Linked DNA regions of Gossypium hirsutum: region 1 is linked to region 2. Evidence: chromatin contacts called from public Hi-C data. All regions are on one chromosome and are shown on one strand. Each heading gives the region's core, a stretch centred on a gene start, on an enhancer-like site or on the middle of the called end of the contact. The rest is flanking DNA. Distances are from core to core; before and after follow the strand shown. Region 1 has its middle 20 kb from the start of LOC107963045. Region 2 holds the start of LOC107898131 (glucose--fructose oxidoreductase).

What was found. Hi-C and Micro-C count contacts between places; a contact is called where the count stands out from the background.
Region 1: a Hi-C map of leaf shows a contact between it and region 2, with 2.8 times the contacts expected there. The contact joins the enhancer-like site here to the promoter of LOC107898131 in region 2. A contact is called at or near these places in 11 of 34 Hi-C or Micro-C datasets (callus, hypocotyl, leaf and 1 more).

What each region holds. Positions count from the first base shown.
Region 1 is chrA06:52,160,767-52,167,097 of Gossypium_hirsutum_v2.1, reverse strand. It overlaps the pseudogene LOC107961775. Among protein-coding and RNA genes, the nearest start is that of LOC107963045, 20 kb to the left of the region's middle. Within about 2 kb of position 2,482, at least 2 of the 9 cell types and tissues checked have an H3K27ac peak or open chromatin away from gene starts, as enhancers often do. A contact at or near this core is called in leaf, where this site is marked.
Region 2 is chrA06:51,869,512-51,875,286 of Gossypium_hirsutum_v2.1, reverse strand. It overlaps LOC107898131 (glucose--fructose oxidoreductase), which reads right to left and starts at 2,754. Exons shown (of 12, transcript XM_041114706.1): 1 at 2,215-2,754; 2 at 1,966-2,106; 3 at 1,194-1,242; 4 at 792-809. The coding sequence starts at 2,337.

The DNA.
Region 1 (6,331 bases), core at 1,233-3,732, 290 kb before region 2:
TGGATGTAGTGCATCTTAGGCAACAGTGGATGCGAATACATATGCAGCATGTTAATCAAAGTTGAGCAGGTGAACCTCACAGCCAATTGAACTTCACCAGTTTTTTTAACCCCTGAAGAATGTAGCACCAGTAGAGGATACGAATGTGTATAGACCCTGTTGGCTTCAAGTGTCGATAACCGAATCCTTACCTTCCCAATTCTTGCATCCTTTGCCCCTCCAGCTCCCCCGTGTATATGACCATTATCAAAAACCCCTATAGTGATGACAGTACAAGGATCGAAAACCTCCCAAGTGTACTGCTCATTCCACCTTGGCATGAAATTGTCAACGATTGTCCTTGTCCGGATCCATTTCTGCCCATACTTGGCCACACAATAAGCATCTGTGGTTCCTCGTCCATCTTTTGTTTTCATTGGCATCAGGCCGTGGGCACTTAGAATACCCAGTTCAAGAATTCCAATGTTAGGTCTCCATAGCTGTTTTGCTGTCGGCCTAAGATCACTGCTGCAGTGTGTAGATTCATCCAAAACATGATACCCTCCTTCTAAACAGATCCTTAAGTGAATCCGGCTGGCGAATTTCATTTCTTTTTTCTCTCCATCAACAATCACATGTTTCTCGAGATTGTGCCACCGACTATTCACAGGTTTATGGTCTAACCTTCTTTGAACCACCTGTAAAGGAATCACACACTTCCCCAAGGTTTCATCCTTGTTCGATCCCACCCTATCTTCCACGGATAGAAACAATGGCTCCTCGAAAGGTTCAGCAACTACAAACATCAAGTCCTCATTCCACATTGGATTGATGGTCTTACTCGGAGATATTCTAGTTCTCAAAGCCTGATTTCTAAGAACAGCTTTCACAAATACTTCAGGGAACCTGCCTTTATCACTAGGTACCAAGTCTTGAGCTTCAATGACATTCACCCTCACATACCAAAGCTTGGGGGAAAGATACACTTTTGATCGAATGTTTGTAACACCATCTGGGCCAACTGATGCAGCATCTGAATGCCACGCATCCGGAAATGCCTCATCTGCTTGAGTTCCCATCCAAACAGCCAGCATGAGTTCTCCCTTCGGTTTATTACCCTTTCGATCTTCCAATCTATACCACTGTGGCGCCAATGGGCTGTCGGGAGGAACCCTCTTCGGAATTTCATTGACATCGAACACAACCCTGCCAATTAAATCATCTACAACAACATCCTTGTCCTTCACAAACACTTCCAAAATAGAAGCTTGAATTCTTTCTTTTGAGAATCCAAATACTTGGTTCCATTCAGGATTGCTCTTCTTCTCGAAATGCTTAGTTACTCCCTTGTAGTTCCCAAGTTTAACCTCCACATAAGGATCACAGCTACCAGTGACATCTTTTCCAGGTAAATCCTTAGCCTTCACAACTAGAACGTACAGGTATTGCATTTGCTCCACAAGGTCATAGGTGCACGAAAGCTTATCAACGGTGACTGCCCGGCCCCGATGTTGGGTGAGGTCTGCTTTAGGGCAAAGTCTACTGATTGTGGCGGCGGCTTCTGCATTTTGCTTCTAAACAACACTCAACAGTTGTGCAAGCAGCTCAGAAAAATTAGAATTTCGATAATAATAAACAAATTTACAACTTGGTAGCTCCATTTGGTAGCCGAGCTAAAGGGAAGAAAACTAAGTATAATAATAGCGAAACAGTTCATACGTACTTGTCAATAATCATTAGTAAAGAAGCATTCAATGCAGTTAACAATCAAAGAAGCGAACTTGAAGGCTCTTTAAACAATTTTCCCGGTTACCAAACAGCATTAAAATTGAAACATTTATCAGAATATACAGCAAAACAACCAAAACTGCGTTTTATACAAGAAGAAACAGACAGATCTAAAGCAAGAAAATCCGTTATCCCAAACACAAGAAAAAAAGAGGAGTTAACTACAAGCAAGAGAAAAAAATATGAACCATATATCACTGTCATGCATTATTGACATTTTACATGACTTAAAAGAGTGAAAAAACATAGTGTCAAAGTTAGAACAACAACTCAAACCAAACCTACGAAGACAAACATTTGAAATCAAAGCAGTCATTTAAAAGGAAAAAGAAAAAGAGATGTACCTTTGTAAGAATGCAAGAAAAAGGACCAACTTTCTTTCTTCAAGGTGCAGAAATTGAAAATCTTTTATGTTTATATAACTTGAAGAAAAAAAATACGAAACTAGTAAGAATAAGAACGGGAAGGTGTGGGAAGTGAGACTCAAAGATCTATAAAGTAATAAAAGAACACATAAAAAGTACAAAGTATCAACCTTTTCTCTTTTCACCATTTAATTTGATTCACCAAAAAGAAGAGCAAAGATGAAAACTAAAAAGATATATTAACAGGAGACATTTTATTTTGTATAAAAAACGTAGGGGTTGAAGCTTAAGATAAAACAAAGAAAGTCACACGTGGGAAGACTGTTGTCGGTTCCGGCACATGCGAGATGAAGGGTTGTTTTGTTTGTTTGTGTTGATGTTGGTGGACCTCGGACTCAGTGTTGTTGGCTCGCTCTTTTCACTGATTATTATTATATTGTTATTATTATGGTAAATCTACTATGTGAATGAAAAACCAACTTTAAAATTGATAAAAGTATAAATAAACTTTTAGTTGAATAGTAAAATATAAATATGAAAATTAAAAAGGTATAGGTTTAAATCTTATTATATATGGATATTTTTTTTATTTTTATATGAAAATATAAAATAATAAAATTTTTTTTAAAATCATACAATTTATTTTAAAAAATAATAATATTTTATTTTATTGATGTAATTGATATGCAATTAACCCGTTACACCAATTTAATTAAAATTTTTATTGTAGATACTTGAATTATGTCATGTAAGGATTGTCTCATGAGGTAGTGTTTCTATTTTGGAAGAGGATATTATTCACATTGGCATGGGTGGAAGCAGAATTTGAAGATTTAAATTTGAGTTTTGATTATTGAATGAAATTGATAGCAATTAGAAAATAAAATATAAATAGAATGGATGAAAGAATAAAATTAAAGAAAAGAATAAAATTAGAGAAAAGGATTATAGTGCAAATTTTACATTATAAAGTTCTTTTGCTCATTTTGCTGGAAGTATTTTTTTTTTGGGAAATATTATATGATTGATATTGAATATGAGTCTTTGCATCTGAATATTTCGTGGAGATTGAACTTGGACTATACATTTTACATAGTTTCACTTGAACCTTTGACTTTTGGCTTGGATATTTTTTCTTTAGAAAAAAAAGGAGAAGATGAAATGCACCCCCCGGTCAGCCCCTACTAGCGGACTCTCACCATCTTTTTCCAGCCTTCTTTTCTTCATTTCCTTGTGTTTTTCTTCAAATCAATCATCATTTCAACCTCCCATATTAAGATTTCACTAAAACCACTTAGGAAATCACCTCCTAAACTCATTTCCCACATAAATCTCTCCATTTTTGATTTAGGATTAATGAAAAAAAAGTTGAAACTAGAAAAAGAAAATTTTAAGAAACGATGTTTCCATCATTCCTTTCTTTGATATTTGTGATTGATGCTTTTAGAAAGCTATGAGAGCTTGAATACTAATGCTTTTGTTGTATTTTGGATTTATGAGAAGAGGAATGGTGGAAATTGAACCCCCCAAGCTTGTATGAGGGAGGAGCTAAGGTGTAGAAAACTTAGTTTTGAGAATAAGTATATCCAAGAGATAAGTATCATTGGATTTGTTATCTTTCCCATTAATGATGTGATTATGGAATCTGATCATTACTGAAATAAATGATTAAATAAATTATGTGTTAAAATGTGTGAAAATATGATTTGATGTGTTGTGATAAATGGGGAAGAGAAATGGTAACACTAATAACCTTAGTTTAATTTGTATAAAAAGAAGATTGGTATTATGTTTTGAGAAAATAAATGTCATGGCATAAGTTATGATTGGAATGAACACACGAGTTAATATGTTTAATAAAGTAAAATGTTGAAAATATAAGATTAATATATGGCTAAGAGAAGTTTTTGTCAAATGTGATAAGTAAGATCTGTGAAAATGAGAACTCAAATGCTATGCAAATCATGAGATAATGAATTATTTAACAAGCACATATATGTAAAATGACCTATCGGTAATTTGGAAATACATGACATAAATTACCTGGAAAGTGTTATGGTGACATGGTCGCCTAATGATAAAATGAATAAGCGAATTAAGAAATAATAATAACTTGTGTTATATGTGAAACGAGATAATTTTCTAAGCACTCACATAATAATATGGGGCATTGTGTGGCAATACGGGTCATTTAGTTGACAATATGAATATGTATATATGATATTTGGGTGCCATTATGATTCAAGGAGGTATATGTGTTATATGAGACCAATTATGTTTTGAATCTTTTAATTGATTATAAAATGAATGTCCTTATGAGATTGGTAGATTAGTTAGGATACAATTGGCATGCCACAAGGATTAGATGGGTACTTCTATAGGTATGTGTGTGTGGAGATATGTTATGATGCCTTACAACATAACACATTTGTGCTCTTGGTTGTGTTTGGAGGGAATTCACTCATTGTCACATGTTCTTTTGGCGAGCTAGTATTGTTGGGAGATTCCACTGGCGAGATCACCTAAGTTGCGAGACTTAGAAGAGTTAACGTTGGAGAACTTCCTGGCGAAGCATTTTGCTAAGCTTCACCAAGTTTATAGAATCTTATTTTGCGATTAACGAGTGTAACACCCCGTACCCGAGACCGTTTCCGGAGTCGGACACGAGGGGTTAACAGACTTAATTCCCTTATTTTTACAGTCCATTTTAAAAATTTCCAGACTAGCTGGCTAACTGCGTCACTGTCACCTTAAAAATCATATCTTGAGTTCCAAAACTCGAAAATTAGTTTCGTAAATTTTCCCTGAAACTGGACTCATATATCCATCTACAAATATTTTTCTAGAATTTTTGGTCAGGCCAATTAGTACAGTTTATTAGTTAAAGTATCCCCTGTTTCAGGGTTCGACTGCTCTGACCTTCATGCATTACGACTTATATATATCCCTGTACAGGGCTTCAATACTTATTCTGTTTGTTTTTAAAAAAACTAGACTCAAAAAGGAATCTATACAAATGTGGCATGACTTATAACTATCTCTGGTTAATTTATAATGAATTTCCTAAGTCCGATCAGGGAATCCAGAAACCGCTCTGGCCCTGTTTCACGAAAACTTTAAAATCTCATAAAATACTGTTCATATGATCGTTTCATTACTTCCCTATGAAAATAGATTCATCAAGGTTCAATTACATAATTTATTCACTATTTAATTCCAATCTTACTATTTTTAGTGATTTTTCAAATCCACACCACTACTGCTGTCAGCATCTGTTTTTAAGGTAAACCTTACCTATTTCATGGTTTTCCATGAATCAACTAGAGTTTGTCATACATAGCATCAAAATAATCATAATTAACCATTCCCAATGGCTAATCGTTACCAAAAATTTCCATACCTCTCAATGAACAACATACAAGACGATTATAATGCTATGCTCAAAGTGTATATAAGCCATTTTCGCATGGCTATCCAAATTTATACAAAACCAAAGGGTACATGACCAACAACAAAAAGGGTAGTCCTATACATGCCATTTTCAGAGTTCAACCAAAAGTGTACCAAAAGGGCTTTGATAGTGTGGACGACTTCGACTTCGACAATCCCGAGCCCGATAGCTGACGAACCAAAATCTATAAAACAGAGAATCAAAGAAACGGAGTAAGCATTTAATGCTTAGTAAGTTTTGAATAATGAAATTAGTTTCGGCTAAGGTATAACATTCATATGGCTAAATGGATAACTTCATATATGCACATTCTCATAAACATACTCACTTCACGCTTCAATCAATATATTCATTCACAAGGTATCAAACCTAACTAAAGGCCGAAAATTCGTTAATCAATTGAACGGAATACTATTTAAAACGAATCGACTTTTCCGATGCATATACGAAACATACCTCATCGTTTGGATTTTATGAGCGTATTAATTCGAAATTTACAGCAAGCTTGCTCACTTCCAAACCCAAGCATCTTCGGGATTTAGCCGAATATAACTACTTGCTCAAATGCCTTCGGGACTTAGCCCGGTTATAGTAACTCGCACAAATGCCTTCGGGACTTAGCCCGGATATAGTAACTCGTACAAATGCCTTCGGGACTTAGCCCGAATATAGTAACTCGCATGCCTTTGGGACTTAGCCCGGAATTAGACACTAGCACAAATGCCTTCGGGACTTAGCCCGGTTATCA
Region 2 (5,775 bases), core at 1,505-4,004:
ATATATAGAAGATTTTTGGAAATATTTTAAAGGCAATAGCAATGATTTCTTGACAACATTCAGGGATTAAACCAAAAGGTACGTTGTTATGATTGAGATAAAACTCAATAATCAGGATTTATTTAGCCGACTGCTAATGCTCCAAAACCAGCCAAGATTTATTTTGTACTCAATCCGTGCCTAGCCATCCATTGAAGTGGATGCTTAAGCCTAAGCTGACTATCTTCAATAAGCATGCAGTAATATTTAGAAATAATTACTCTTCAAAATGACTTTCTAAATATTAATATTTTTACCCAAACGGTGTAAACGATAATAGAAAACAAAAGAATAAATTTGGTTTATGCACATCTACTTAGTTCAAAAAATCATATTTAAAACAATTACTTCAAATGCTGAAGACATGTCACTTTGGAATCTTGAAAATTTTGTTCTTAAAGTATCAAAGAGAAAAAAATTGTTTCAGGAGGCAAAATGTTTTGCCTCTCTCAAAAGTGAAGTTTGCAAACAAAAAAGCTTATGGTAAGATTTGTCTTCACAATGAGGCAAAATGCTTTTTGTCTTCATTATCAGAAAATAATAAACTTGAAGTTGAGAGAAGTGTCATCCTTGAGACTCATGGTAAGATTTGTCCTACTTCTGATCCTCATTTCCAACTTCTAGGATATTTTGCTTCTGTAAATGCTTCTTTATTTCATGTTCAAGTATGTTCATATGTTAGATCTGTAATAAGATTTATGTTCTAAAATTAGAAACTATATAAAAATTAACTGAAGAAGTATGGAACTTACTAGTTGCTGCAGGTTTCTCTAGAGATCCCCAAGTTAACCAGGTAAGACATATGGAACACACAAAACAAAAAGAAAATTAGTAAATTGCACATGGAAGAATAAAATAATAAGACTACTATTCCAATCCCATAATGCAAAATATGCTTATCTGGCCATGATGTATTACAACAAGTCATAGATGCATCATCTATCTTCCTTTCCATTCAAGAAAAATGAAAAAAAAAGGGGGACGAGGTAGTGAAATTTGTTGGATTTCTGTTCTTTGAAAGGAAAATGGTAGTCAAATTCAAGAGATCCTATGCAAAATAAATCCAAACTGGGAAAAAAGCTTGAGAGCCTCATTAAAGGGATAACGAACTAACTCACTTGCCCTAATAGTTAGAGCATACCAATATATCTCACCTTGAATGACATGCTTTCCTGCTTTTAGCAACTTTAGCGAGATATCTACCTGCATGGTTTAATTCATATGTAAGCAAATAACCAACAACGATAGACTAATGTTCGTAATATTAATACCTTATAAAATTATCTCCCATTAGGAGTTGGAATCAAACCCTGGTCTCTTCCCTATTAATTTTCTAAGCCATCCTCTATATTGTAAAAATACAAGTTTCACATGAAAATTTACTTTAGACAGAGACAGACATATGTAAAGAGTTATACTATTGACTAAAATGTTAGATCAAAATGCAGATAAAGAATGAAGGTAGAAAAATAATTATAGAACTTGAAAATAATGACTAGAAATTATGAACATTCAAAGTTTAGGCTAGAAGTTATGTTTTCATGATTTGATGTGATTTGTTATCTACCAAAGTACCAAAACCACAAGAACACTCACCTTAAGATGATTTTTTTAGTCATTTTACAGATTCATTAAGGGTACTTATGAAAGCAATACCAAAGAAATATTTTCATCTTTTATGAATAACTGCTCATACATCGCTACATTTCATGAAGATATTTTTTAAAGAAAGAAATCAAAGCCAGCTCCCTCAAGGCATTGATTAGCAAGATCCACATCTGAATTCTACCACAACAGATGGTTGATCTCTATGTTTTCCTTTTTTTTCTTTTTTATTGTTACTTAGATGACTCGTATTACAAATTACATAAACGCAATGAAAGTTCAGGGATAAAATAATGTTGAAGAAATGGGAAAATAAAGAACCTGAACTTGGCCAGCCAAAACGACAGCAGTACCAATAAGAGAAGAATCCTGCACGATGTCGTTTAGACCTTGGTCTCCCCATTTACATTCCACTCCAGGAAAATGCTGTTTGGCTATCTCAACAGCTCCTCTCGAAGATTCCTTCTCGGTATGAACCATAACATCATTACTATTTCAAATACAGCAAAAAGAATACAAATATATATACATTTTCAAAATATTGAGTAAGAAGAAAGGGGAAAAAGAAACCTCTGAACAGCTCCAGATATATTTGAGGCAGAAGAGATGTGAGATCTCGGCGAGTCTCGGGATGTATTGAGTTTTTACAAATATTCCAGCCTCCAGAACCGCGATTTGTGGAAGGGTAGCCATTTTTGAAGGATCTTACTTTTTTAGCAAAAATTTAGATAGATCGATCTTTTACGATTTTGTTATGTGGGAGTTTGGAGTTTGGAGTTTGAAGTTTGAAGTCGACTGCAACTGCAATGTGGTAAGAGGAAAAAAATGTGCTTGGAAGTTGAGCGAGACGCAGAAAATTCTAACACGAGCTACCAAAAACGAGCTTTCAGTGGGCTCACAAATATATTACCAGTTAGATTATCCCATAGAAAATCTGAACCACTAGACAAAAAGAAGAAAGAAAATTTTGAGCATAAAGCGGTTTTTGCCGGTTCTAAGTAAAGAAAAAGATGGAGGCTTTTTGTTTTTTCTTGTTTTTATTTGGGAAAGAAAGAGAAGCTTTCCGTTTCTATTCCACAACAAAAGTTTTCCCTCAGCTTATGTGAATTCAAGTTGCATTTGTATTTTGTTTTTCTCAACTTTAAAATTAAATTATCTGATCGAACTCATTTAATTTAGTTAATCAGTTGATTAATCGATTTAGCTCACTCAGAAATCGATTAAAGATTCTTTAAAATTTCGGTTAATAATTAATTAAATAAATTAATCGAACTTAATAAATAATATTATATATTATATGTATTAAGCTATTATTAATTCTATTAATTCAGTCAAATGAACACTGTCAATTTTTTTTTATATATTTTATACCTTTTTAATAGAAAAACATATAAATTAGTTTTAGGATTTGAAAAGTAGGGGTTTTCTTGATTAAGTGATGGAATTAGTTTGTTACGAGGTCTAACTACTTATGCGAAAGCCAAGCCAAGATAAACCTGATCATACAAGACATTATGTGATGAGTACTCTAACACTTTCAAGGAAGTGAAATTGAAGTTAAGGGTCTGCGTGTTTGATTGAAAATGGTTTCTAAAAAAGGATTTCTAGAAAACGACTTATTTTTCTTGAAAAGTTAATATTTTCTGGTGTTTAGATAAATTTGTATAAAATATTTTCTGTTGTTAGTAGATTTTCTAAAAATATTTTATAAAAGCTGTTTTAAATGAAACATGCTTACATTTGAGAATTTATTATCTTTTCATTGTTTAATTGAATTTATTTTATATCTATTAAATTTATATTTACATTGTTGTTACATATATTGTAATGATTTATTTATAAATAAATACATCAAACTAAATATATAATGGTACTCAATTATTAAACTAGAATAGTAATAGTTATAAATTGAAAACAACAAAAGCGGATAGATGATTCTTAATTGTGTTATAAAAAAATAAAAACAAAGATTGAATAATAATAAATTAGCTTCTAAATCACTATTAATACTACAAATCAATAATATTATCCAAGTGCATAATTAGTAATACACCACATGATAACTAAAATATTGTCCAAGTGCATAACTAGTATTACACCACATTAAAGCATCAACATCTTCAACCTTAAGAAAATTTTTGAAGCCAAATTTTTGTATGCTTCATACTTTTAACTAAGAAAGTTTTGGCCTCGGATTTATAACCTACAAGATAATTAAACACACTACGAAAGAAGTCATTATCAAATCCTTCCACTTCCATGGACATCTCTTCTTCTTAAAGAAGTGGTGTTTTATCCATATTAAATTGTTCCAATGCATTAGCAATCTTACCAAGTTGTTTACCCACAAATTTAATTTGTTCATCGACAATACTTTCTTAAGCATTTTTTTCTTTTATGTTTAGTTGTGCTAGATGAACATACTTTTGTTCTTACCTCCTCAACTTTCTCATTGTTGTAGTCTACAGGCACTGAATCTTAGTTACCATCATCCAAGTCTATGTCAGCAAATGTTCTAGCAAAACTTCCTATCGTCATATCTTTGCCAACAACCAAAGTCATTTCATCATAATGATCAACGCTTTTGTTGAAAAATGGTTCATACTTCTTGTATGCATGTTAGATATTATACACAACCAGAATAACAAGTAAAAACAACTGAAATATATTTAACATATATATACATATATTACCATCATTACTGCATCATATGTCGCTCTATCACATGTGATCATTTTCGTGTTATCATCCCATCCAAAACCACTTTCGCTCTATTAGATGATTTTTCACATGCTTAGCATCATATTGAACTTGGAATCTTTCAGAAATAGTTGTAGCAACTCGATTAAAAGAAATTGCTTTGAAAGTATTAGAAGACTTATTTCCTTTCTGGGCCTCCTCTGCTAGAATTTCGAGAAAAAGATATCCCTTCGATTTTGTCCACCTAAATTGCTTTATTGTCCCTTCTTTGTTGCCCTTACCCATTCTACATTCATAATTGATATTGTCAATAATTTCAAAATCCAACAAGCTAAAAACATAATAATTTCAATGTACAACAATAATTACAATATCAATATCCAACAAACATTAAAAAAATAACAATTTTAATACTAAAACATATATAACATAGAAACATTAACCCTGAGCCCTAAACCTACCTAATTTTCTAGCCATATAATCAGTCCACATAGTTTGTGCAATTTCCTCTCTTAGCAGACCGTTCTCTTGCTTCTTCTCTTTCTTCTCGCTCCGTAAGAGTTGGTATTATCAAATCAGACACATGCTCCTCATATAATCCTTAATTAAGTAAATCATTAGGATCAAGCCCCATTATATGATTATGAATGGTACAACAAGAAAAAACTATATCTACTTGAGTTTGAAAATTCCAAAATAGTTCAACATCTAACACATAAAACCATTTTTTCAAAATCCCCAAAACACATTCAACAGTGATTCACAATGATGAATGACGAATATTAAAGAGTTCATTTGCATTTTCTAGCCCGTGATCACTAAACTCTTTTAAATGATATCGGACACTACGGTTTGTGGTAATATATCTATTTCGGATGCCATATCCAGCATCAACAAGATAATATTTACCTACAAATTATTACTAATAAATTATGAGCTTACTTGAACTATTTGTTATTTAATGTTAATTTTTACCTTTTGGAATTCTTAATCCTCTTGAGCGTGAAAGTGCATCACTTAAAATATGAGAATCATGTGCACTACCTTCCCAACCAGCTAGAACATAGGAAAATTTCAAATAAAATGTAATGAAAACCAATACATTTTGCCTCGTCCCCCTTTTACGGCTATGAAATCTTCCTTGAATGCTAAGTGGAACGGATGCACGAACACGAGTTCCATCTAATGCTCCAATACAATCTTTAAAATAAGGACAAAAACTTGGTTTGTTTCTAATTTCACTAGGATTTGACTCATCACGTAATCTAATAACTAATTTATACAATTTCAAAATATCTATATTTTGATGTTTCCATTTATACTAAAAGCTCTATTAGCATCTTTCAGAGCTTTCTTAACTTTAAATGCAATTTCATTAAAATTTTACTTGTAAGTGCAACATAACATTCATATGCCCTTTTTTTTATATGC